Linked DNA regions of Mus musculus: all the other regions are linked to region 4. Evidence: chromatin contacts called from public Hi-C and HiChIP or PLAC-seq data. All regions are on one chromosome and are shown on one strand. Each heading gives the region's core, a stretch centred on a gene start, on an enhancer-like site or on the middle of the called end of the contact. The rest is flanking DNA. Distances are from core to core; before and after follow the strand shown. Region 1 overlaps Gm31815 (a long non-coding RNA gene). Region 2 has its middle 36 kb from the start of Tex50. Region 3 has its middle 34 kb from the start of Gm31815. Region 4 holds the start of Tnfsf4 (tumor necrosis factor (ligand) superfamily, member 4).

Evidence for each region. A called contact is a pair of places that touch in the nucleus more often than the background predicts. HiChIP or PLAC-seq counts read pairs in DNA pulled down with a chosen protein or histone mark.
Region 1: a contact with region 4 is called in a Hi-C map of bone marrow-derived macrophages, with 25 read pairs. The contact joins the enhancer-like site here to the promoter of Tnfsf4 in region 4. A contact is called at or near these places in 2 of 39 promoter capture datasets (embryonic stem cells and liver), 1 of 15 datasets of contacts at CTCF or cohesin (CD8 T cells), 2 of 484 Hi-C or Micro-C datasets (bone marrow-derived macrophages and uterus), 2 of 115 datasets of contacts at active chromatin or transcription factors (bone marrow-derived dendritic cells and microglia) and 4 of 9 other capture datasets (adipose tissue, embryonic stem cells, liver and 1 more).
Region 2: a Hi-C map of nephron progenitors shows a contact between it and region 4, with 2.1 times the contacts expected there. The contact joins the enhancer-like site here to the promoter of Tnfsf4 in region 4. A contact is called at or near these places in 1 of 39 promoter capture datasets (hippocampal neurons) and 4 of 484 Hi-C or Micro-C datasets (the HPC-7 cell line, the P5424 cell line, nephron progenitors and 1 more).
Region 3: a BATF HiChIP or PLAC-seq map of CD8 T cells shows a contact between it and region 4, with 8 read pairs. The contact joins the enhancer-like site here to the promoter of Tnfsf4 in region 4. A contact is called at or near these places in 9 of 39 promoter capture datasets (the 3T3-L1 cell line, cranial neural crest, embryonic stem cells and 5 more), 3 of 15 datasets of contacts at CTCF or cohesin (CD8 T cells, the NIH/3T3 cell line and large pre-B cells), 1 of 484 Hi-C or Micro-C datasets (bone marrow-derived macrophages), 3 of 115 datasets of contacts at active chromatin or transcription factors (CD8 T cells, fibro-adipogenic progenitors and large pre-B cells) and 3 of 9 other capture datasets (adipose tissue, embryonic stem cells and liver).

Annotation. Positions count from the first base shown.
Region 1 is chr1:161,555,289-161,562,105 of GRCm38.p6, reverse strand. All of the region lies in intron 1 of Gm31815 (a long non-coding RNA gene), which reads left to right. Among named protein-coding and RNA genes, the nearest start is that of Gm31815, 33 kb to the left of the region's middle. Within about 2 kb of position 1,560, at least 6 of the 459 cell types and tissues checked have an H3K27ac peak or open chromatin away from gene starts, as enhancers often do. A contact at or near this core is called in bone marrow-derived macrophages, where this site is marked.
Region 2 is chr1:161,192,152-161,198,535 of GRCm38.p6, reverse strand. It overlaps the pseudogene Gm6185. Among named protein-coding and RNA genes, the nearest start is that of Tex50, 36 kb to the right of the region's middle. Within about 2 kb of position 2,360, at least 272 of the 459 cell types and tissues checked have an H3K27ac peak or open chromatin away from gene starts, as enhancers often do. A contact at or near this core is called in the HPC-7 cell line and nephron progenitors, where this site is marked.
Region 3 is chr1:161,622,346-161,628,821 of GRCm38.p6, reverse strand. No RefSeq gene overlaps it. Among named protein-coding and RNA genes, the nearest start is that of Gm31815, 34 kb to the right of the region's middle. Within about 2 kb of position 4,116, at least 4 of the 459 cell types and tissues checked have an H3K27ac peak or open chromatin away from gene starts, as enhancers often do. A contact at or near this core is called in CD8 T cells, where this site is marked.
Region 4 is chr1:161,394,036-161,400,617 of GRCm38.p6, reverse strand. It overlaps Tnfsf4 (tumor necrosis factor (ligand) superfamily, member 4), which reads right to left and starts at 5,180. Exons shown (of 3, transcript NM_009452.2): 1 at 4,875-5,180. The coding sequence starts at 5,036.

The DNA.
Region 1 (6,817 bases), core at 311-2,810, 170 kb before region 4:
TAAATCTTCCATTGGGGTCCTCAGGCTCATTACAACAGCTGTCTCTCAGTGTCTGCATCTGTATGGCTCAGGTGCTGGCAGAGTCTCTCAGGGGACATCTGTACCAGACTTCTTTCAGCAAGCGCTTTTTGGCATAAGCAATAGTATCGGTGTTTGGTGTCTGCAAATGGGATAGGTCCCTAAATGGGTCGGTCTCTGGGTGGCCTTTCCTTCAGTCTCTGCTCCATTTTTTTTTTTGTCCCTTTAGATAGGAAAAATTCTGGGTTAAAATTTTTGAGATAGATGAGTGGCTCCATCCCTCAACTGGGGGCTGTGCTTATCTACTGGAGATGGTCTTTACAGGTTCTATCTCCCCTTTGTTGGGTATTTCAGCTAATGTCATCCCTGTTGGGTCCTGGGAACCTCTTGAGTCCCTAGCATCTGGGACTTTTAATATGTAGCAGTGGACAATGGGGAACTGGGGGTAGCTGTGGTTTTAGGGTTTTTTAATCCTTATGTTAATCCTACTTTTCTTCTTGACTGCTGTATTACCATAGTTGAAGGTTAACAAGAATAAATATGTAGGCATTGAGAAAACTAAGGCCACATGCCCTGCCCCCACCCAAAAGGAAACAGCATGACTCACAGGTGATTCCTGGAGGAGGTTGGATGGGGTCACCTTCCCACAAAGATTTTATGTGCTTACACCTTCCCTTCTAATATTGGAGGCAGAAATGAGAGTTGTACCTACTACATGTTCAAATTCTTCTTCCAAAACCATTTACAACTGTTTGGCTTGCATGCTACAACTTGGGAGGACCTAAACTGTGAACTCTTAAGTACTACCTTTAAGACTCAAACAATGCTAGTCCTCAAGAGAGGATCCTTTCTGTCCCTCCCTGTCATGATCGTCCCAAGAGAAATATCTATTTCCTACTTTTCTGTCATCAAAAATTGGGAAGGCTGTATTAATAAAGCCATGCAGTACACACTCATTGTGTCTACATCTTCAAAAATATGCAATACTGTTTTTGTGAAGTGCATCCATGTCATTGAGCATATCAAGAGCACTTATTTTTATGTTTCTGTCTTCTATTGTGCAAATAGACCTCAGCTCATTAGTCTTTTGGACTATAAGTTTATAGGTGGATAATTTCCAGTCTGGAGTCAACCATGAATAGAACTTCTCAGGACTCTCTTGTGCATGTTCACTTGTACATAGTAAGTAAGCCCTCACTTCTGTTGGCTATAAAGCATCAACGGAATCACTTGATTATGGAAGATATTGTCATTTTCTAAAGTACTTTTACTTATTTACAGAGCCAACAACAACATAATGGAAATCACTAAACCCTTACCAAACTTCACTGCATGTTGTTTTAATTGACACTGATCTGGTGGCATGTACGGTATCTCATTATTGTCTTAATTGCACTTTCAGCAAGGAATGTTGAACTTTCCCCACACACGATGCTGTTATTTCCTGAATCACTCCTGTCAGACTTTCCCATCCATCACACTAATCAAACCACACTGGTCCAGTAACAAATGGCCTTCATGATGGTAAATCAGTTCTCAGTTCTCGTTCCCTTGACCTCCAAAACCACATACTTCTTGTTTTGTTTCTTCCTCAATAAGTTTTACAAGTCCTTCCTAATACCTCAACATTTTGACAAACAGTGATTTATTCAACTCCATTTTTTCATTCTGTCTCCAACCTCTTTGTTCATTTTTTTCTTTTTTAAACTGCATCTCTCTATGCAACCCTGACTATCCTGGAACTCATGAAGCAGACCAAACTGGGCTCAAACTCAGAGATCCACTTGCCTGCACATCCTAACTGCTTTGATTAAAGGCATGTACCACCACACCTGGCTTTCATTCCCCTTTTTCTTGCCCTTTTCTCTTTATATCAATTAGGACTGTAATTAATAATATATAATCTGTTGTATTTGTTTTAATATATTACCATATATTCATAGGTATGCATATACATGTACACACACACATGTGTGTGTGTGTGTTCTGCTGTGTTTGCCCTTTATTATTATAAGGGATATAAACTCCAAGAAGGCAGAGATTGTTGTCTTTTTTTAACTCTTGACATGCTCTCTATACTAGAACAGTCTCTGATCTGTAGATATATTTAGTAAAGAATTGAGTGTTGATTGGATGAATAAAATGAAAGTGGAATATACCAAGAGGTTTTGGAAAGGCATACCCCTCCAGAAATTGTTAATTTTAGTGCCAGAGAGATAGTCTTATTTGAACATGCTAGCTTTTATGACTTACAAGAGTTCAGGGCTCACACAAAGGGACTTTTCATGACCGCCCTCTGAAAGACCCAACAAGCAGCTGAAAGAGTCAAATGCAGATATTTGCACCCAATCAATGGACAGAAGCTGCTGACCCTATGGCTGAATTAGGGAAAGGCTGGAAGAAGCTGAAGAGGAGGGCGACCCTGTAGGAGGACCAGAAGTCTCAATTAAACTGGACCCCTGAGATCCCTCAAACACTGAACCACCAACCAGGCAGCATACATCAGCTGATATGAGACCCCCAACATATATACAGAGGACTGCCAGGTCTGGGTTTAGTCAGAGAAGATGCACCTAACCCTCAAGAGACTGGAGGCCCCAAGGAGTTTAGAGGTTCGGTGGGGTGGGTGGTGGGGACATCCTCATGGAGACAGGGGAGCAGGGAGGAGGTATGGGATGTGGAACAGTTGGAGGGTGGACTGGGAGGAGAATAAAATCTGGAGTGTAAAAAAATAAATAAGTAAATAAAAGGTAAAAAAGAAATCCGATAGTACGATAGATAGTGCTAATTTTCAACACGACAAAATCTGGAATCATCTGAGAGACAGGACTCAGAGCATGCCTATGGGGTTACATTGATCGTTTTAGTTGAAGTAGTAGTGTTTATTAACCCACCTCTACTTCCTGATTGTGAGTGACTGGCATGTCATACGTCAAGTCCTTGCTGCCTTGACTTCACCATGATGGATTGCACCCTCAATCAAGCTGTGATCCAGAATAAACATTTTCTCCCTTAAGGTGCTTTGAAGTATTTTATCAGAGCAATGGTAAGGTAACTAAACCATATAAATGTGAATAAAAAGGAATTGTCAGGAAAAAAAATTGTTGCTTTTTTTTTCTTGTGGCAAGTTTTAAAAGCATCTCAAAAGAAAGCACTGGAAATAACTTTATAATCAATTTACACTGGAATCAATTTACACTAAGAATGGGTGTAGTTTGAAAGGCTGAAATTGCTTTTTAAAGGTTCTACCAACAGAATAATCAGCTGGAATGTAATGGGAGCCAGTTACCAATCTGGCCTGAAGCTGGACTACACAATAAAAGTGGCTGTTAAGCTAGGCTGTCATGTCTGAAATCAATGAAATTGAAGGTTAGCACAAAGATAGGCTAATGTGAACAATTTTGGTTGTGTTTGCCTGAAAAGGGAAAACGAAGGGATGGAAGGTAAAGGAAAGAAGGGCAGATAAACAAAGAATTCTTGGATTTGTTCTGGAGCACATCAAGGGAGTAAAGGTTAGGTGAGAGATGCAGACTCAAATCACGTCAAGAATGGGGTAATGAATACACAGAATGTTAGTTGCACTCAGTACACATTTGGGGCTCCAGGTTCTGGCTCACCAAAACCATACTGTAATTGTAAGGAGTATAGCGACTGTGGTTCATCAGTGTGCCATAGCCACCTAGTCCAGTACATGAGTGATTCAGGTTCATATTGCATACAGCTCACTAGGGTCTTGTTTTTGTTTTGATTCAGGATCTTCCTGTATAGCCCTGGCTGGTCTGGATCTCATTATGTAAACCAGGCTAGCTTCAAACTCAGGGATTGTCCTATTTCTGCTTCCCTAAGGCTGAGATTAAAAGTGTATACTACCATACCAACATATTATTTTCTGAATTAGATGGAATTTCCCACAGCTGTGTGAAAAATTGGTGTCCCAAGGACATTTTGAAACTACCTTCTGGTGAAATTTCCTCCCTAGCACACCAACACAACTGGACTGTCTTATTTTTCTGTTGCTATGATAAAACACCATGGCCAGGGTAGCTTAGAAAACATTAATTTAGCACTTATAGTTTCAGAGGGTTCAAGTCCATTGTGGCAGAACAAAGGCATGGTGACAGAAACAGCTGAGCGCTTACATCTTGATTCAAGATTTGGAGACAAAGAGAAAACACTGGGAATGGCTCCAGAAATTTTAAAACTCAAAGCCTGCCCCAAATGACATACTTCCTCCAAGAAAGCCACACTCCCTCATGCTTTCCAAGTAGTTTCCCAAACTGGGGATCAAGCATTCAAACATATGAGCTTATGAGGGCCATTCTCACTCATACTGCCAAATGGACCAAACTTGGTTTGCCTGAGTAACTAGCAGTCACTCTTTGCTGACCTTAAACTGTTCATCACAATCTCTTAGGAGCTTTGTGTTTTCTAAGGATTGATGGGGTAAATACATTTGGCTTGGCTGACAGCTGACTTTTGAGTTTGTAAGTCTTTAGTTAGTAAACATAGCAAGAACATGTCTCATAAGCCACAGATTTCTTTCAGAAGTCATTAAAAACACTCCTCTTTGAAGAAAATTAGTTCTCGCTCTCCCAGAATCTATCAGTTACCAATAGCTCTTCAGCTGGGAGTAGAACTTCTGGGCCAACCTCCTCCTTCCATGTTGGCATTTTTGTCTGGTTTGATCTTGTCCAGGTCTTATCCGTGCTGTCACTACCGCTATAAGTTCACATGTGCAGCTACCTTGATGTGCCTGGAAAAACTGTTCCATTGTAGTCATCTACCACCTCTGGCTCCCAAAGATGTGGCCACTGGGAGTCAACCACACTGCAGTGGACAGGCATATACCCAAGAGTGTATAGGAAGCACAGATTGGATTCCACATGTTTAAAGAAATGAGAAAGCAAAGTAGGATGGATATGACAGGTAGGGTGGATCTGGGAGGAGTTGGGATAAGTGATAGGATAAAAATAGGGTTGTCATTCTCAATAATAAAAGAACTAATTATTAAAATAGTAATAAAGTATTTTTAAATACTCTGCTTTTAAAATAGATAAACTGGAGGGTGTATGCTGGTGTTCACAGTCATTTAGTATATTTAAATGATTCCATTACTTTCAGTCACCCATGTGCCAACCCTAACGTGGAACCAGAAGTCTCACTTCCCCCACCATTCCACTCCCGTGGCTCAGTAGTGCTGCCCAGCGCACGGCCTGCTAAGAGAAGAAAGTGTTGGGCAGGAGCCTGGAATGTGGTTTCAGTTTTGTCGCCTCCAACATGTGGGACACAGAGCCACTGGCCATGGCTTCCGTTCTTCCCAGCAGACACGACTTTCTCCTTGCACTGTGGCTCATCAGGAGGATTTGATAATATAGGAGCAGACAAGACAAAAAGGGAGGTAGAGAAAAAGCGCGGACTAGTGAGAAAATCCCCTAAGAGCAAAGAATTTCATTTTTGGCTATAAAGGAAGACCCAGAAGAAAACAGTATGAAACAAATTTGTTCCACTTTGAGAGTTTTTCCTTACCCAGGCTTCTTGGAACTTTTAAAAAGTATATCGTGTGTAAAATAAAAAGTATTGCCTGAGGTAAACTATAAGGATCATTATTGTGATGGTCGTGTTTCTGTGTGAACTTGGCTAAACGTATGTTTAGATTTTCCTGGGAAACTGTCTTTTAAGTAAGATTAACATTTAAATTAGCAGGTTTTGAGTAAAGCCAGTGTCACTGCTTCCATAACGTGCATGAGCATCCTCATGAAATCACCTGAGGATCTTTAGGAAAAGGCCTAACATCCTCCTAACTGAAGGAATTCTGCCTTCAAAGTGCTTTAGACCTGAACTGCAGACTGACTCTTCTCTCGAGCACAAATTATGCTGTCATCTTCACAAAACATGGATAACAATTCCATCAAAATGTTCCCTTTTTCCTCATATATACATATATACACATGTACTGGCTAGTTTTGTGTCAACTTGACACAGCTGGACTTATCACAGAGAAAGGAGCTTCAGTTGAGGAAATGCCTCCATGAGACACAACTGTAAGGCATTTTCTCAATTAGTGATCAAGGGGGAAAGGCCCCTTGTGGGTGGGACCATCTCTGGGCTGGTAGTCTTGGGTTCTATAAGAGAGCAGGCTGAGCAAGCCAGGGGAAGCAAGCCAGTAAAGAACATCCCTCCATGGCCTCTGTATCAGCTCCTGCCTCCTGCCCTGCTTGAGATCCAGTCCTGACTTCCTTTGGTGATGAACAGCAGTATGGAAGTGTAAGACGAATAAACCCTTTTCTCCCCAACTTGCTTCTTGGTCTTGATGTTTGGGCAGGAATAGAAACCCTGACTAAGACAACACATATACACATCATATACATATGCACATCATATACATTTATACATGTATACATATATACAGCTATATACATATATAGCATATATAGTATATACACAAACATAACACACATAAACACAAATCACACAAAACATATACTGTACACACAGAGACACAACAGAGGGGAGGGACATATACACACAGGGATCAAACCACATTTAGACACATACCATGCAACATACATACCATTTACCATACCTATCACACACATAGACCACACCATATATATACATATGTATGTAGCACATCACATGGTTATATTATACTGCATGCACACCATACACAATGCACACCACACACCGACTTCTTTTTATCATTTTTATTTCTCTGAAGAGCTCTGACTAATATAAATACATTCTTTTAATAGTTGTAACTTGGTTTTGTGGCTAACAATACAGTTATCTGATGACTCAA
Region 2 (6,384 bases), core at 1,111-3,610, 200 kb after region 4:
ACCCAACAATTCATAGAATAAGTCTATCGGAGTGACGTAGAGAAGGCACTATTGTCTCTAAACCACTTTCTTCATAATGACAACATCAATAATGCTGATCACTGATGGCACATTGAAACGTTAAAGATAGAAATATGTAAATAAATAGAATTTTATTAGCCTCATCAAAGACAAGACCAGCCAAGTACTAAAATTCTCTGAAATCTATACTGAATGCATATCAGGAAACTCACTTAGTAATGATGAACTCCATCCTCGGTTTAAAGCTTAAAGAATCCAAATTCAGGCCTACCGTGACCAAAGCAACAATGCCTGACATTCCGAAATATTCCACTGGGGAGAGAAGAAAGTGAAATAAATTTAAATGTGATTAAATCTATACACTGATTCGCCCTGAGGAAAAAATCAGTAGGAAAGGTGAAAGCAGCGTTTCTTATTTAGAAAGTTGCTTCAAGGGATTGGCTAATGCTGTAGCTCAGGGAATAGCAGTGCTTCTTCGGAGATGGGCAATAGAATAAACACCCAGCCTTTGTGAGCCATGGGACCTTCCTCAGCTATGATGCTGCAAGAAGCCGGAGGTAACATGCAGACGGTTGGCTAGCCAATAAAATACTACAGACTTTAGACTTCAAATAATCTTCATCTCCATGAGATATTATTCTTTGATTCTGCTCTTTTCATAAAGCTTTTTTTAGCTCAGAGCAGATTTGACCCAGTTTGCCAATCCTGCATCATCACTGAGGCTAGGGCGAGTGGGAAAAGAAATGACGTAATCTCCGCTCAGCACCTTGGGACTTTGTGCTGCATGGGCCAGGCGTTGCTGCTTCCTGGAGCATTTGCCCTTCTCTCCCCGACTAAATTGGCAATTCACTGGGCTCTAAATGTTGAAACATAGTCTAGGGAGAATGTTAGAACACAAAAATACTAAAGGTGCCGGGCTACAGAGTCTCCAAGGAGCCCAGGGTGACAGTAGACAGAAAGGAAGAGAAAGAACATCCAAGCAAGCAGTGGAAGAGCTTTCAAACAGGGCACAGCACGATGCTTATGGGATGTGACCTCCCCTTTCTCCATTAATGTCCCCACGTCTGCAAAGCAGGTGTTAAGTGGGGTGAATAGCACCTCACATCCTTATTGCAAGCATTAACTTAGATGATATGTTCCTTGGCATATGTGCATGGCAATGGATGGCCACTCTTGTGATTCCAGTATTAACCACTGTTGTGACTACTACAGTACTGATTTTAATCCACTGGTCTACCACTTATCAAAATTCTTTTCATTTATCTATTCACTTAACTTCACTTTGGATATATATATACATACATATACATATACATACATATATATATATATATATATATATATATGCACTTTCCTAACGAATTTAACTTCAACAATCAAGTTGAGTAAAGCTAACAGTTCTGCAAATGTTTTGATAGGGGACAACTGTCAAACTCTTATTTCCAGTTTCTTTGAGTACATGCTAGTTCTTATTTTTGTCTGATATACATATATATATATATATATATATATACACATATGTATATGATCTTGATTTATTTATTATCATATATATTCTTGCTGAGTTTTAAACACATTTTTATCAAATGTTTGTGTTTCTTTTTTTTAAATAAAGCTTATTCTTGTAATTAACTGCATCAGTTCTTAGCATGACTTCAAATATATTTCTGAACACATTCAAGAAATTGATTTTTTATAAAGTTACTGACTACCAATTTCCATTTCTTTTTTTTTTTAAGATTTATTTATTTATTTATTATATGTAAGTACACTGTAGCTGTCTTCAGATACTCCAGAAGAGGGCATCAGATTTCATTACGGATGGTTGTGAGCCACCATGTGGTTGTTGGGATTTGAACTCGGGACCTTCAGAAGAGCAGTCGGTGCTCTTAACCACTGAGCCATCTCGCCAGCCCCATGTCTGTGTTTCAATGACTTGAGCCAAAGTGACGGAACATTTTTGGTTATATTGATAAATGAAAATAAGGAACTTGTATTGTTAATTATGTGAGAGTCCCATCCCAACTCGAAAACGTGTGTGTCTGGGCTGGGAATCCTCTAACGTGAAAGGGAGGCTGAAACGCCTTCTGCGACCCGGTCCTGGCACTCTGCCCTTGGCTATCATCCATTTAATCTGTCTAAGGGGACACCAAATATTGGCTGCAAACACCTCCATTCCTATTAGGAAGAAGAAATGAACCAGCATTTATGAGCCACCCTGTCTTGAACACAGTAGGGAGCTGGCAAAGGCTCAAAAACAAGTGTCTGGGATTGGGGAGAGAGACACGCCCCGCCCCCCTCCAGGAACAACTGTCACTCAGAAGGAGGTGGGAGGAGCTGTGTACACAAGGAGCTCTTGCCAGTCCCTAGGGTAGCCGCAGCTCACAAGCATAGCAAGCTTCATTAATGCATGCAGTGCCTTACACAAATGGAGTATTGTTAGACCGATTGTATAGAAGAGACAAGCTTAAAGAGGCTAAGTATTTCCCAACGTTGCTGATTGACGGAGTATATCTGGATTCTGTCTACTCAAAAACACATTGAGAAGGAATGTTGGTTCATTCGATCAGCACGTATTAAATTACTGTCGGGCATTTGACCAACTCTAAGCTTGGCTGAAAGGAGGAAAAACTAATCGAGTGAAGAGCTGACTATGAGCGCCACTCATATTCAAGAGGCTCACAGTCTGGTAGGGAGGTGGAAAAACTGAAGTAAGGCATCCACAAAACTTTCACAAAGGAGCAAAGAAATAAAGCTGAAGGAAACGAGCATTCCGTGAATGTTTTCGCTAGTTTGACTGGCTCAGGGCAGTAAGCAACCACTAGGTGGCGATATATCTACAGGAAAAAGAAAACTGCCTTTCCTTAGCTAGAGGTGTAAGAGACGGCTGAGATCTTCATTGGTTAAAGTTGCTCCAGTGTATGAGGGGAGCAAAAGCAGTTTGGTCATAGTTAATATGGTTCCTGGGAGCTGAAACACCTCAAGTCCCAATTTTACAAAACTGAACTAACGGAAGGCCCACTGGGGCTGGGTACAGTTACTCCTGCAACTTACCCGATGCCCCAGCTTCTCTTCCTGACACAAGCACTCTTGATCTCCCCACTCTCGTTTCCCACCTTCTAGATTCAAGAAAAGATCGCTATTTGAAAGGACCTTTTAGTCTAGTGAGTGAAGGATGACGAGCTTGGAAAGCCCTCGGGAACTTCTCCGCCAACTTTTCCCATTTTATGGGGTGAGCAGCTCAAGAGTCCAGACAGAAACAACTCCATGACGATTCCGCTTCTAGGGCACTGCCATGGACTTACTGTAGGGTTAGAGAATAGAGCTCAAAGGGCTAAGAGTACCCAGACATAGGAGCGCAAAGACATGAGGTTACAATGAGAGGCCAGGAGAGAACTAGATCTGACAGAGAGGTGATGTGACAAAACACAAGTGGGTGGGTGGGGGGTGGTAACAGACAGGAGGAAGACATGAAGCAGGGGAAAGGAGCAGGGCAAACCAGGACTCCCAGGCTCTCTAGTAGGATGGCAGTTCTTGTGTTTGTTTGCCTTACCAAGGTAAAACGTCATGTACACCAGTGAGAAACAGAGAACAACGTTCGTCAGTGTGTTGCTAAAGAGGTCGGTCAATATAATCTGGATGACTCTCGTACACCAATAGCCACATATGGTGCTTCCAAAAACATCAAAGCTGAGTCCGATGATTATGTGTAACTCTAAACATAAAAGAAAGGAGAGAAAGGGGAGAAAGAAAAACGTGAGTTAACCATCTGGGTTTTGGCTTGTTTGTCTGTGTTGTTTTGTTTTTTTACTGACTGCACTCTGGTTTGTAAACAGGGGGCCTGTTCTTCCTCAGGCAGAGTGCCCTGTGAGAGTCTGATAAATCTACTTAATGTAGACTTCCCCAGGGATGTAAGTGAGCCCCCACTTACACGCTGGTAAACAATCCCAATGAAACTCCTTAGGTCACACACAGAAAGACATTAGACAGGAGGGCTGGCTGCAGAGAGGAACAAGGAGTGTGGGGAAAGAGACAGGAGAGACTAACAGGAGTGGATACGATTGAAACACATCATGAAAGCATAACTAAGCCCGTTACATGGTTAATGCGTGCTAATAAGCCATTTTAAAATTATCTACCTGATTTCCACCAACACTTCCTTATGCTTTTGGTCCTCCCCACCCCCTCTTGCAGCTACCACAAATGTGTCCCCAGGGCTCATGTCTCCCCTTCACGCTGTGCTGATTCCTGCCATTCTTCTCTAGCTACTAACGAGACATCTAGAAACCTGTCAGGGGAATGTATTCCGCATCCCAGGCACCATTAGCCACACAAATCTGGCTGTTGTCCCCCTAGGATTGTTTTACCAATATGCATTAGTTGTTTGCCTTCACCCTCAGATCTAAGACCACGCACAACTCTTAGCATCCACCAACTGAGATACATGCTGATCCCAGCTAGAGGGATAACCTGGGCCGGATGATGCAATTGGTCTATGTGTGTATGCATGCTGAGGGACAAGAGATGGGTCTTTTTAATTATTTCTTTTCCTTCTTTTCTTTTTTTTTTTTTTAGATTGTAAAATTATATCATTTCCTCCTTCCCTTTCCTCTTTCCATCCCTCCCATATACCCCAGTTTGCCTATTACAGATCAATCCAACACACACTTTGCATTTTAGCAATCACTAAAATGCAAATATGGTTATATTTTCTTGTTTACCTCACTTCTCATTTTAATTGATCAGAGAGCAATGTATAGAGAAAGATGCAGAGACAAATGCACTTTCGTTTCAATAGTAATCTTAGGAAGTATACAGACAGAACATCAACCATCTTACCTCTGAACATGGACGTGTCAGTTGAGTGACCTCGAAAAATTCCAAAGAAAATGCATGTGAAACTACAAATGATCAGCGACTCCCCTCTGATGATATCCGTGTACATCTTAGAAATACCTGGGAAAGGAAAAACAGGGTGTCATTTAATGTGGAGCGTGGAAATGATGCTCTCACGTAGAAAGCAGAGAAGAGATAGAACATGACGGGGGAAAAAAACAGAAAAAGAAGACCATTGTAACGGGCATGGGTCTGAGACAATTCCAGCTAACACTTTTTAAGTTTCCTATTCTGCCTTCTGACTTTTCAGTGGCAAAGGATATAACAGGAGCACCCTGGTACTGCCCTGTCCTGGTTTCACTTCTGCTGCTATGAAAAAAACAAAAATAAAAATCAAAACAAAAACAAAAACTTATATGATAAAAGCAAATTATCAGAAAAAGGGTTTTCTTTGGTTCACAGTTCCGGATTATAGTCCATCCTAGCAGGGATGCTGAGACACAAGGCATTTAGAACAGCTAGTCACTTCACATACATTATCAAAGGCAGAGAGAAATCCATGAGTTCAGACTTACTTGTACTCAGCCCTCTCTCTAAACTTACACAGGCCAAGATTCCCTGCCTAGGGAATAGTGCTGCCCACAGTGGCAACTATTATAGTGGGTCAGCACGATCTAGCTGAGTTTTGCTCTATCAATTCATTTATGTAGGCAATCATAGAGACTCTTTTCTCGGGTGACCTTAGGTTGTGACGAGTTGACAACTAAAGCCAACCTTTTGATACCCACTGCCTCAAATGTTTGTTCCTTTCCTTTTACCTTATGTTTGCATATAACCGTGTCTGGTTGCCTTTACGCAGTCACACATGTGAGGCATGAGGTTGATATTAACTACCTTCCTCAGTCACTCTCCCCATCACTTAGGTCTCTCACTGATCCCAAAGCATCACTGTTTGGGCTAGGCTGGCTTGTCAGCTGGCTCCAGGGAGTCTTTGTCTCTGCCTCCACCACACTAGGATTGTAGGTAACCCACCAAGTCTACCTGGCTTTGAAGTGGGTGCTGGAAGATCAGAACTATTGACATTACACAAATGCTTTACCTGCTGAGCCAACTATCCACCCTGCCATAAACACTTTAAAGCTTCTGAATGAGACAAAGCTTAAGACACCGCATTTAGCTTGAAGAAACATCAGAGTCCAGAAGAAGCTCATTTTAGAAAAGTGCAAAATAGCCAGACACTGGGATGCATGCCTTTAATCCCAGAACTGGGAAGCAGAGGCAGGAGGATCACTGTGAATGTGAGGCCAGCCTGGTCTACATAGTGAGTTCCAGAATACTCAGAACTACATAGAGAAACCCTATCTCAAGATAGAAAAAGACAGACACAGAGAGAGAGACAGAGAGAGAGAGAGGGAGGGAGGGAGGGAGGGAGAGAGAGAGAGAGAGAGAGAGAGAGAGAGAGAGAGAGAGAGAGAGAGAGAGAGAGAGAGATGTAAACTATAACCCAGGGAGTATATTCCGTGGATG
Region 3 (6,476 bases), core at 2,867-5,366, 230 kb before region 4:
CACAGGTATTTCAAATGTGTACCACTGTGAAAATTAACTCGGTGTAAATGACTATTTAAACAGAGTGAAATTAGACCAGCTAATTCTGACAGTGAACCACTATAGATATGACTTGCAGATAGTCACCATCCAGTTTCTCAAACTTTGGAAATCTTGTAAGAATGTTCCCGGTTACAAATAGGGCAGTGATAAACATGGTTGAGTGTCTCTGTGGTTGGATGAAGTGTCCTTTGGGTATATGCCCAAGGTATATGCCAAGGGTATAAGTTGGATCTTGAGGTAGATCAGTTCTCATCTTCTTGAGGAACTGCACACTGAATTCCACTGTGGCTGTACAAGTTTGCACTCCCACTAGCAATGGGCAAGTGCTGCCCTCACTCTGCATTCTCGCCAGTATGAGCTGTCAGGTGTATTATTGATCTTAGCCATTATGACAGGTATAAGATGAGATTTCTGAGTAATTGTGATTTTCATTTCCCTTGATGGCTAAGGATGTTGAGCATTTAAGTGCTTCTCAGCCATTTGAGTTTCCTTTTCTGAGAATTCTCTGTTTAGTTCTGTACCCATTTTTAAATTGGGTTGTTTTCTTGGTATCTAGTTGGTTTTTTTTTTGTTTGTTTGTTTTTTTTGCATACTTTATATATTTTGGATATAAGCCCTTTATCAGATGTGGAGTTGGGAAAAATCTTTTTCCATTCTGGAAGCTGCCATTTTGTCCAATCAACAGTGTCCTTTGCCATGCAGAGGTTTTTCAGTGTCATGAGGTTCCATTTATTAATAGTTGATGTTAGTGCCTATGCTAATGGTGTTCTGTTAAGAAAGTCTTTTTCTGTGCCAAGGAGTTCAAGGCTCTTCCTCACTTTCTCTTCTGTCAGGTTCAATGTATCTGGTCTTATGTTGAGGTCTTGGATCCATTTGGACTTGAGTTTTATGTAGGGTGTTAAGTATGGATCTATTTGAATCCTTCCCACATGCAGTCATCTAGCTTAATCAGCACTATTTGTCGAAGATGCTGTCTTTTTCCTGGTGTGAATTTCTGGTTTCTTTATCAAAATAGACTTACTGCCAAATGAAAACCGAGATCGTCAGAGATGCTCCGACTGTGACTGCCCTCTTACATATTTTATTCCAAAATAGGAAGCAACTATTTCTGTGAATCCATCAAGGAAGTGAGAATCAGAATTTATTCTAAATATTGTGTTCTTAAGCTAGCTACATTCAAAAATAGACTCACAGGAATTGAGAGGCAATTTAAGGTTTTCTTCTTGTGGACATTGTCTGGTTTTATTGGACCTCAAATATATCCTGAGGAAAATGCCCAACAATCTATTTTAGAACCCAGTCTGAGTCAGAAAAAAAGTCACATCCATTGAAGTACATTCAGTCTGAGTTGGTGGATTTTCCTACCTTACTGGTATGACCTGAGTTAAGAAACTAACCTACAGTCAGTCATAGAAGCTTTCAGTGATCAGATTGGCATAATAAGATGTTTCTAACATTGACCTTAAGCATGTAGGGGGAGAAAGGTTTTGCACTATATGGAAAGATAATGACAAAATTCTCTCTTTTTATCCAGTGGTCAGAAGATAGATAACCTTAAACCAGTTTTGTACACATACCGTGTAGAGTCCCTGTGTCTGCACAGCTGTGTGTCATACTTCCTGACTGTTAAAGTCAAGATTGTCAGTTCCTTCCCAACCCTAATTAAGTATTTCTGTTTCATAAAATGTTTTCTAGTTCTAAACTACTCTCCATACCAGCATCCGCACGTTGGCAAGGACTTCCTGAACATCCGCTCAGCCTTTGCTTGAGAACCCATTCTCAATGTGTTGAGGAGGAGAATGGGTAGTTTCCATTATGTTATAAAGCTATTGGTCTCCTTCACACCATTGAATTATCTCAGAATTTATTGTTGTAGACTGAAGCCTACCATTCTTTCATCAGCTCATCTCTTGCTTTAGTTCTGCTTTGTAGACTAAACAGACAGTAAATGTGTTAGGGCTCTAATGGGGTAAAAAACAAAACAAAACAAAACAAACAAACAAAAACCATTTAGCTATTACATAGTTTCCTTTCTAGAAAAAATAAATTTATGTAAATAAAACAGAAAAGAACATGATCCTCTGAAACTCAGGGGAAGAGCTTGGAAGAGCTCAAGCCTGCCCCAATTAAATAGCTCATTTTGAATTAATGTTCACTTGGAATGACATTGCAAATGGATTTCTTGACCTACCCTTTCTATGTAATAGAGATCTGCTTGGAAGCCCCAGTGTATGGCTGTGGTTTGCTACCTGTCTTGTCTCCTTGGGCCTTTGTGTGCCTGGAAATCATGCAAACCCAACATTCTTCCTACTTCCAGTAAGAAACCCAGGAACAGTCCAAGACAGGGTAAGGATACTCTGCTGTGTGCTCAGGGTGAGCGGGGCAGGGGAGGTCCCCTTAGGTTCTCCAGGAAGACTTAACCACTCACAGCCTAACTATGGAGTGTGTGTACCAGCTCACCCAGCATTTTCACAGGTATCTACCTGGCAGTCAGATGGGCCTGAGAGATTAGACATGATTAACCAGATCCTAAGAAATAAATGGCCCTGGCTAAATTTACATGCATCTGGGCACTGCTATGCTACAGGGTCACCTTTGACAGCTTTGTGCTCCATTTTTTTTTAATTTAATTTTAGTTTAGTTTAACTTACTGTCTCAGTCAGGGTTTCTATTCCCGCACAAAACATCTTAACCAAGAATCAAGTTGGGGAGGAAAAGGTTTATTCAGCTTATACTTCCACATTGCTATTTATCACCAAAGGAAAGCAGGACAGGAAGTCACACAGGGCAGGAACTTGGAGGCAGGAGCTGATGCAGAGGCCATGGAGAAGTGCTACTTACCGGCTTGATTCCCCTGGCTTACTCAGCTTCCTTTCTTATAGAACCCAGGAATACCAGCCCAGAGATGGCACCACCACAAGGGCTAGGCCTGCCCCCGCCCCCTAGATCATTAATTGAGAAAATACCAAACAGCTGGATCTCATGGAGGCATTTCCTCAAGGGAGGCTCCTTTCTCTGTGGTAATTCCAGCTTGTGTCAAGTTGACAGAAAACCAGCCAGTGCACTTACTCACTTTACATCCCACTTACTGCCCCCCTCCCTGGTGCCCCCCCATACTTCCTCCATTCCCCTTCCCCTTCTCCTCTGAGGGGGTGGGACTCTTCCTGGGTATCCCACCACCATGGTACTTCAAGTTTCTTTGAGGCTAGGTGCTTCCTCTCCTATTGAGGCCAGTCAAGACAGCTCAGTCAGAAGAACATAGCTCATGGACAGGCAACAGCTTTTGGAATAACCCCCATTCCAGTTGTTTGGGACCCACGTGAAGACCAAGCTACACATCTGCTACATATGTGCAGGGAGGTCTATGTACAGCCCATGTATGTTCTTTGGTTGGTGGTTCAGACTCTGAGAGCCCAAGAATCCAGGTTAGTTGACTCTGTTGGTCTTCCTGTGAAGTTCCTATCCCCTTGGGCTCACAGTCCTTCCTCCCATTCTTCCACAAGAGTCTCCATGCTCTATCTACTGTTTGCCTGTGGGTGTCTGTATCTGTCTGAGTCAGCTGCTAGGTAGAGCCTCTCAGAGGAAAACTTGCTCCTGTCTGCAAGCATAACAGAGTATCATTAATAGTGTTAGGAACTGGTGTTTGCCCACAGGATTGGTCTCAAGTTGGGCCATTTATTGGTTGGCCATTCCCTCAGTCTCTGTTCCATCCCCTGTGCCTGCATTTCTTGTCAGAAATAAACTTTGAGACAGAATAAATTTTGAGTTGAAAGCTTTGTGGGTAGGTTGGTGTCTCTATTGCTCCACCGGGGTTCCTGCCTGGCTAAAGGAGGTGGCCTCTTCAGGTTTCATATCCTCAGTGTAGTGAAGACTCCATTTTTAAGAGCATTCTAAAATTTCTTTTATTTGCTTTTGGTTTTAGAATGGCCCTTCATCTCCAGCTTATATGAGAGTGTTAATCTTGTCACGTCACAACTCAGTTTCAATTTGTTCTTAATCAGTCTCTTTCAGACTGGCTGCCACATAGTCATGAGCTTGTGGTTCAAAGGGCTTGCTACTTTCAACAATAGACCACCACAGATCAAAGATCTGCCACTTTAGGAGACACTCAAAGTACTTTCACAGACTTGCCCCAACTCTCTACCTCCCTTGGGTCTACCCAGCCTCCTGCTTCTCTCATCTTGACCAACCTTCCACTGAGCTCTACGCTGCCCCCAGGCCCCACCATAGTATGTGGCATTTACTCCACTTGCAATTCTCACTTCCATTCTCATAGTCACCTAACATCATTAATTCTCTTGTAAGTAAGTGTGGTTTTTGGTTGGTTTTGTTTTGTTTTTCAAAAGAAGAGATTGGACATTTTCAACTGGGAACTGGCTCCAAGGTTCACCCATTTATTTTTATTTCAGGTTACTATCTGAAAAGTTATGGTACTACATACTCTTATGAATCACTAGGCTTACTCTTTTGGGTCTGAGTAGACATTACAAACTTGCTGCTGGTGGCCAGGTACCTGGTGTCTTCTTCAAGAATGAAGTAAAGGTACACATACCACACAACTAGCAAGGCAACATCATTCAAAGCAATACACAGATCAGGTTTGCTGTCATATTTGACAGGGGGCCACATGAGTGGAAAAATACTCAAGGGCTGCAACTATTATTATTATTATTATTATTATTGTTATTAGGAACTTCCTTTTGGGGGTTCAAGACAAGGTGCAGTTCCTTTGCTAAGGGTATAACAAGCAGTTCTCTGTTTTGATTGAGAGGCTTGGATTATGTAAATCTTTGCTCAAGTTCCCTTCCCACAGTGCATCTCATTTTAATCATAGCCTCACTCAAATATGCAGAGGTATAAAATGTTCAATAGATTTTTGTTTGATAGTTAAATAAGAGCTCACTTAGAGGACATAGTTTTCCATATTGAGCATTATTAGTATGACAATGATTGTGGTCAGGTAAGCCCTCCTTGTTCCCAGATATATTAAAAAAAAATACTGTCCAAGTCTGATGGTTGATAAAGGGGGAAAAACATACTCTGCTCTTTAGAGTAGTGGAAGTATACAAATTGATATCAATGAAGCCTATTAAATTTATTGTGCAGAGTGGATTGTGTAGACTTAGTGTGTGCAGGTATGTAGACTTAGTAAGTGAAGGTCTCAGGCTTCCAAGTGCATTAGAAGAAATGGCCTATGCATAGTCCAAGCCAGGTGTTGTGTCAGGTTGGTAAACTATTCTCTGGGTGTACTGTCTCAGACTCAAGAGGTGCCTGGCTTCCTACAGAGCTTATTAAAACCACAACTGAGCTACAAGCCCAGTAATGGTGAAACTTACCTAGAAATGATAGCACATTCTTATTTTCTTTGTATCGATGTGTGTACATATATAGTCATGTGTTTATACACATATTATGTACATAGAGGTGCATGCACATGCTTGTATTTGTGTATATAGGCCAGATATTAACATTGGATGTCTTTCTCAATTGCTCTCCATCTTATATCTTGAGACATGGTCTCTCCTTGAGCATGGAGCTAGCCTGTCTGAGCAGCAAGTCCCTGGGATTCTTCTAGCTCTGCCTCACTAGTGCTGGGATTCTAGCCATGTGCAGTCATATTCAGTTTTTTATTATATGTGGAAACACAGGTCCCCATGTTTGCACAGAAAACACTTTACCAACAGCCGTCTCTCTATTCCACATTCTTATTTTCTCTCAGTATTCTGTCTTCTCCCCTTCCTCTGCCAGCTGTTTACTCTCTCCACATCAGCATGCATAACACATCCTTAAAAGACACCTACCCCAAAACCTTACTCCACCATGAATCCCCTTAGTACCCGAGCTAATGTGATTGTGTGTAGAAGAGTTTATGGTAAAATGACAATTATTTCTTTGAAAAGAGAAACCCTCTTTTGTTGATTTGTAAACCTCAAGTATAAACTTAGCAATAGCTTAGTTAACATTTACTAAATGAATAAATTGATGGATGGATGCATGCATGCATGGTTGAATGGGTAGAAGGATGGATGGATGGGTTTAAGGATGGATGGATGGGTGGAAGGATGGATGGATGGATGGGTGGAAGGATGGATGGATGCATGTATGCATGCATGCATGGTTGAATGGATGGAAGGATGGATGGATAGATCGGTAGATAGAATGAGTGAGTGAGTGAGTGAGTGAGTGAGTGAGTGAGTGAGTGAATGGGTGGATGTGTGAATGAGAGGATCCATAGTTGAGTTGATGGGTGCCTGCATTGTTGAATGGGTGGATATAAAGGGAAGTGTGAAGGATTCTGGATTTACAGAATGCCATGCTCTTGATATTTTGGATTGTTTCTTACATTTTTTTTCCATTAAAATGGCTACATTATGGGCTTGTACTCTTGTTCTAAGCTGGCAGCAATTGCTTCTACTTAATTCTAAATGTTACAT
Region 4 (6,582 bases), core at 3,931-6,430:
TGTATGTAATGTTTTTAAACATAATTCCATCCACAGTATGCTATCCTATCATAAAGACTCCAGTCAGAATATACATATACCTAAGTTTCATTTAGAAAATACCATTACTGTGTGAAGAAGATTAATATTGCCAAATAGTGCTCGTCCTCATCTGTGGAAATGAGCACTTGGTTCCCAATGAGAAATTGATTTCCTTTTAGATCAAAAGAGGTTACTAAATGAATTCAGTTAAGGAGAATGTGGGCAAGCTGCCTTGAGACATAAGAGGACGGTTAGTTTTACAGTGGTGCCCCCTAGCGCCAGGTGAAATTAGGTTGACTTCTGTACTGCCCATCTTTAGATCCCATGCAAAAACGGAAAATGTGGAGAAGCATCCTTGTTGGTAACTGCTGCCTTTGGCATAGAATAGAATAAATCAAGTTTCCCAGAATGGTTCACAAGATCTTTTGCCATTCGCGCCTGCCTAGATCTTCAGCTTCATCTCCTACCCCTACCCCCTTCTCTCTGAACGCTCAGTTTCAACCATGTTGGATGATTTGCTATTCTGCCTACCCATCCCCATCCCTCCTGTCTGTGGAGGGAATTCCACTCTCAACTTTAACATCAGCTGAATATCATATCTCTTCCATCAGCCCCTTGACTCTCCACGCATATGCTCAGACATCTTAACCCCTTCTCCCTCCGTTCCTCTTTCCACTGTCCCCTGAGAACCCCCACACATATCTGTCATCTTTTTGCCTCATCTCAATTCTTGACCATTAATTTAAAGAGTTTTTTTTAAAGAAACCTCCAGTGCAGTTTTTATTCTGAAGCTTCAAACAATACCCTATACAAAAGAAGCATTCAGGACTGATGTAAGGTTGCTTTAACTGATAAGATCGAGTGCAAAAGTCAAAATCACCCGGTTAATTAAGTAGGTAGGTGATCATGAGCAGTTTACCTACCATCTTTGGGTTTTTGTTTTCTCATAAAATACTGTAGCTGATATCTGCTCAGCAGCCTAGGGTCTCTGGAACATTTCATTCACATCCACCATCAGAGCCTCCAGATCCTTCACGATGAATTAGTCCAACAGTCCAAGTGTTCCTTTTTTAAATCTCAAAGACTTGCTCAGAGAAAGTAAATTCTACTCAAATTTGAAGTTATTTTATGTATATGATTGAATAATTAATAAAAAAGATGTGGTAGATCACATGTAGATGTTTAATTGTAAACCAAGATTCAAGGCAAATTTCTCTTTCTTTCTTTTGTCTGTCTGTCTGTCTGTTTGTTTTTTGAGACAGGGTTTCTCTGTGTAGCCCTGGCTGTCCTGGAACTCATTCTGTAGACCAGGCTGGCCTTGAACTCAGAAATTCACCTGCCTCTGCCTCCCGAGTGCTGGGATTAAACGCGTGCGCCACCACTGCCTGGCCAAATTCCTCTTTCCAGTATTTAACAATGACAACAACAACAAAAGTTGGAGTTTTATAATACAAAACATCACCAAGAGACTGAATTCTAACTCTTGACACAGACCACTTCTGCTTTTCCTAACAGAAACAAGAGACAAGAAGTTAGGGTTTGCTAAGGAAAAAGTCCTTAACTATACAAGGTCATGGTCAAGGTGACATGAAGCTTGGAAGACTTCGACAGCACGGGGACACACACATATAACTTACAGCTGGGGAGATAGCTCAGATGATAAAGTATTTGTGTAGAAAATATGATACCCTAAAATGAGCTCCCAGGACCCTCTTTAAGATGCCAGACATAAGAGTGTGTGCTTGGGACCCTGGTCCTGTGAAGGCAGAGACTGGGGGATCTCTGGGTCTCAATCACCAGACAGTCTAGCCTCATTGGTGCACCCTAGACCAACGAGCAATGTCATCTTAAAGAGAGGGTGATGCATTGCTGAGGATGACATTAGAGGTTGCTCTCAGGCCTCCACACACAATTGCAAATACACATGCAGCCATGTACACAAAAGCAAGTTCCTACACATAAACATATGCACACCCACAAACGCCACATTCAAAATAATAAAAACAAAGAGCTCCTTCTCACCTCCTAGACCAACTTCCCCTCTGCCTACTGCTTCCCAGTTAAAGTCCCAGGAAAGACTAGAAGCCTGGCACTTTACAGGGTACCCCAGGGTAATGTCTGATGCACATGAGGCGGCAGCAGCAGCAGCAGCAGAATTCCATTTTATAATTCGAACCAGTGATATTCTAAAGTGTTTGTGTCTTTCCTCGTTCTTTTTCTTTAAGATTTATTTATTTTATGTATATGAGTGCACACTGTAGCTGTCTTTAGACACTCAAGAAGAGGGCATCAGATCCCATTACAGATGGTTGTGAGCCACCATGTGGTTGCTGGGAATTGAACTCAGGACCTCTGGAAGAGCAGTCAGTGCTCCTAACTGCTGAGCCATCTCTCCAGCCCCGTCTCTTCCTCATTCTAAGCAAGCTACTTCATGAACTACAAGGAGAACAAATTAGGTATTCAAAGAATACTCATGAAAATATGATTCTTCCAGGCCAGTCTTAAGAGCCAAGAAATCTGCACCTATAGGCACAAAAATCTGCTAACGTACATTTCTGTTCCTTCACACACACACACCCCCAAGCCTGTTCTTTTAGATGGCATGCTCATTAGCTAATGAGCAGAAAGAGCTGTCCATTTCCTACAACCCATCCCCTGTTACTGATGAGAAAACCAAGTCCCAAAGAAACACATAAACTGCAGAAGATGTGGGTACAGGCTGTCTTTGGGTGGGGGAGTGGGGGAGGGGCAAACTGCAAAAACAAAGCTGTTTCTCCCGTATGTCAATAAAATCTAACTCGGTCATTATTGTTGCTACGTAAACTTCAAAGGAAAATGTGACTGCCTGGTAGAGTTTAGAAGCTGGAACCTTGAATGTAGGAAATCAAGGCTAAAAAAGTAAAGCAAAGAAATAAGGAGAAAGGAAAGTAATGAGATTCTCTTCAAAATAGTTTCCCTACAAAAGAAAAACCTCGCTGGGTATAGGCCTTATAAGCATGGCAGTTCACTTCCCCTGACACCTCACTTCAACATATGTCTCCCAGGACAGGTCTCCTTGCATCAACCTCACCACCTGGTCCACCCCCAACCATAACGCCAAACATTCATGTTTTAAAGGTTACCAGTTCCTTTGTCAAAGAAAGTGTCTTCCTCCTTCTGGTCTTGTCTCTATCCATTCAATTTGACCAAGTTCCAGGGAAAAAATACATACTGCCTATTATCGACCCCCCTTAATACGTCAGATTAAATATACTCGTCCATTGCACTGCCCAGGTCTGAGAACAATGTAAAACTTTGACTTAGACAAGCTCCCAAATCTTCTCTATCAAGAGCAACCAGGTTGCTTATTTCATGAGGAATCAGTGTCCAATTCATATCTCCTGCTTTTGATTCCATTTCGAGCCAAGACCACAGAAAACAAATTCCCTCATAGACTGCTCTTACCTCAAAGACCTGAGTGCCTTTGGCTTTGGCTTTACTTCCCACATCTGCCGCAGTTTCTGGATGACTTGAAGAAAGGACCCGAATTCTTACCATGCCTGGGGGAGAATGTCCACGGAGGTCCCAGACACCAGCGGCTCACCCCGTGTTTCACTTTTTGCTCTCTCCTGCCCCTGCCTGATACTCTATGTGCCTTGTTACCCTAGACTGGGGTCTTAGGTCCTTCTCATCCCACCGAGTGAGGAAACACACGGCCCTGTGGTTGTTTGAAAAGTCTCAAGACTCCCAGACCTATCCAAGGCTCGCAGCTGGTCTATTTTTGGTTACTCTGTTTGCTTTCTTTAAAAAGCCTGATTCCGGTCTGTGTCTTAGACATCCTACCGTGAACAAATTACTCTACCCTAGCACCTTCTCCCCCAAAGTGCCTACAAAATTTCCATCCACCGCCCTACACAGAGAGCTATGTGGAGTGGAGAGAAGAGGACCGGGCTGCTGCTGCTCTAATTGGCCAAGCAGGCTTGAGCCCCACACCAGTTTGCCGGCCCAAGGGACAAGCACAGTACAAGGTTCAGCCCTCGAGAACACATACGCTCCCAACAGCTTCTAGTTATCAAAACCGCACTTCCTGTACACAGAGACATGCCCAGGCCTTTGCCCGGACTGCTCGTCGTATCCTGGTTTAATTTGACGTAGCTGTGTCTCTGATATGGCCATGAAAAAGACCTTCCATTCTGTCTGTCATCCACCATGGATTTGCTGACATAAAGCAACCACTATGGAAACAAGAATTATGAGGCCAGATCCAACATGGAATTCTGGGGAGACCTGCGGTTGAACACTTAAAGAACATACGAGCAAACAAAACTATGAGATTAAGTGATTGATGTAAACGGCTGAGCCAACAAATGTGCACACACATTGCTGCAGGTCGGTGATAGGAAAGGACTTAATCCTGAAACCTTCAAAAAAAAATTTAAGAACCAGATCCCCTTGAATATCTGCAGACTCATGAACGCGGTGGGAAGTAAAACGGGTCCGTTATTTGTCTTTCTTTTATACTGATTCCCCGATCAGACACATTACTACCAGGATGGATAGAGAAATATCAGTAGCCCAAAGCTTCAGGGTGACAGCTCATTAAGATACATCAGGGATTTTGCCTTGCAAAACAAACAAACAAAAACCATTAGAAGCAGGGCCCCTCTGCCCTTTACTCCACCCTAGCACTGCTACTGTTAAAATAGGAAGGAAAGGAGACACCAAAGGATATTTGACCACACTTTACAATCTCTTGGTGGCAGGGGCAGGGACTGAACAGTTTTACCATTAGATCCTTTACAGGTGACTGCAGCTGTTGCAGTTGGCGCTCAGCCAGAGCTGGAGGAAAAGCAGCGCCCACTGGTGCATCTTACCGGAGAGGAAGAGAGTTGCAGGCAGACATAGATGAAGCACAGAAGCATCCCTGCTCCCTTGATCCCAGAGACCACCAGCCTTAGCGTCTTCTTCCACTTGAATCTTGGCCTTGATCCGTTTTCCAGATTCTCATCCAGGGGTTGAACCCCTTCCCCTTCCATCTCTGCAGTCGGGGTGCAGAGGAGATACAGCTGTGGCGGGGAACCTGGGGGAAGACTGCTCTTCACCACAAAGGAGCCAATAAGGGCAAAGTCAAGCCTGCGGGTCAGAAGATAAAGGTCCCAGAACAGGAGACAAAAAGCAATTGAAGGAGCAGAGCAGAGTCTCTTCGTTTTAACTCTGCAGGTTTTGCAGGCGGGGGAACTTCTATGTGACTAATCTGAATTTCCCCTTTACTTTCTTTCTTTTTTTTTTTCCCTCCGGGCTAACAGGGAGTTGTTTTTGTGGCATCCCAGTTATGAATTGAGTGACTTCGAAATGACATTCACAAACGTGTGCTCTGAAGTTTTTTATTGCACCGGTAATGATAGATAAAGATCACCCTTTTTTTTTTTTTAAAGCAGCTTACTTACCAATCCCTCAAGATGTCTTAAACCATAGAAGAGATTTGAGGAACATGCTTGCCAGACATCCCTGCTTCTATTGTGCAATTAATCTCCTGGCCCATTTTACAGTTTCAGAATCAAATGCATGCAGGTTATCCTTGAGATGAAAAGGACAAAGAGGAAAATAGAAAGGTGGATTATGCATATAGACATAAAGAAGGGGTCTTATAGTTACATAATACATCACATTAAGCCACATAAACTAATATTTATTGAGCAACTGCTATGTGTCAGACACTGTGTTAAACGCTCTTGCAACTGTCATACTTTCTCATTTCAGGGAAATTCAGCAAATACATGATTAATTTTCAGAATATCAAAAAAGAAGCAGAAGAAAATTCTGTCATTCCCCACCCCACCCTCCGCCTTCACTCCCCTATATATTTTTCCCACACATAACTTTTGCATGAGTAATTCAAGTAACATTTGAGGCTTGTTGCTCTCTTTGAAATGTTGGCTGGACTCAGAGCCTGCTAAGTAAACATATCTTCCCAGGGTTGGAGAAACGACCCAGTGGTTAAGAGCAGGGCTGCTGCTCCAGAAGACGGGGGTTCAGTTCTCTCCCTCTACGTGGTGGCTCAAAACCATCGTAATTGTTCATTCTGGAAGACCTGATGCCTTTTTCCTAACCTCCGTAGGCACCAAGCATGCAAGTGGTGCACACACACAGGCATAAACCCCTTACATTAAAAACAAAACAAAACTTTAAAAATAGATTCTTCCAATAGCCAACTGCTCACCACTTAGCCGTTGTCACTGACATGCACAGTGAAACTAAATGAATGTGAAGTTTTAATGTCAAGTCCAAAATGGCAAAATGTTTATTGAATATGTACTATGAAGTCAATGCTATATAAGTAGCACAGGGATGCTGAACATAATTCTCTCTCAACTTTATGGGAAAGTCTCATGGTTTATCATGGAGCCGTCAACAGATAAAGAAGGAAGTGAGAGAAAAAAATATTCTGAGAGCCAGAAGTGTAAGAAGGTACATGAAACTCACAAATGTGCCACAATTAAAGAATATCACGGATATGAGGCATATTAAAAAGAACATCGAGTTGCAGGACAAGGAAGGTACTTTGCCACAGTAGTCAACTAT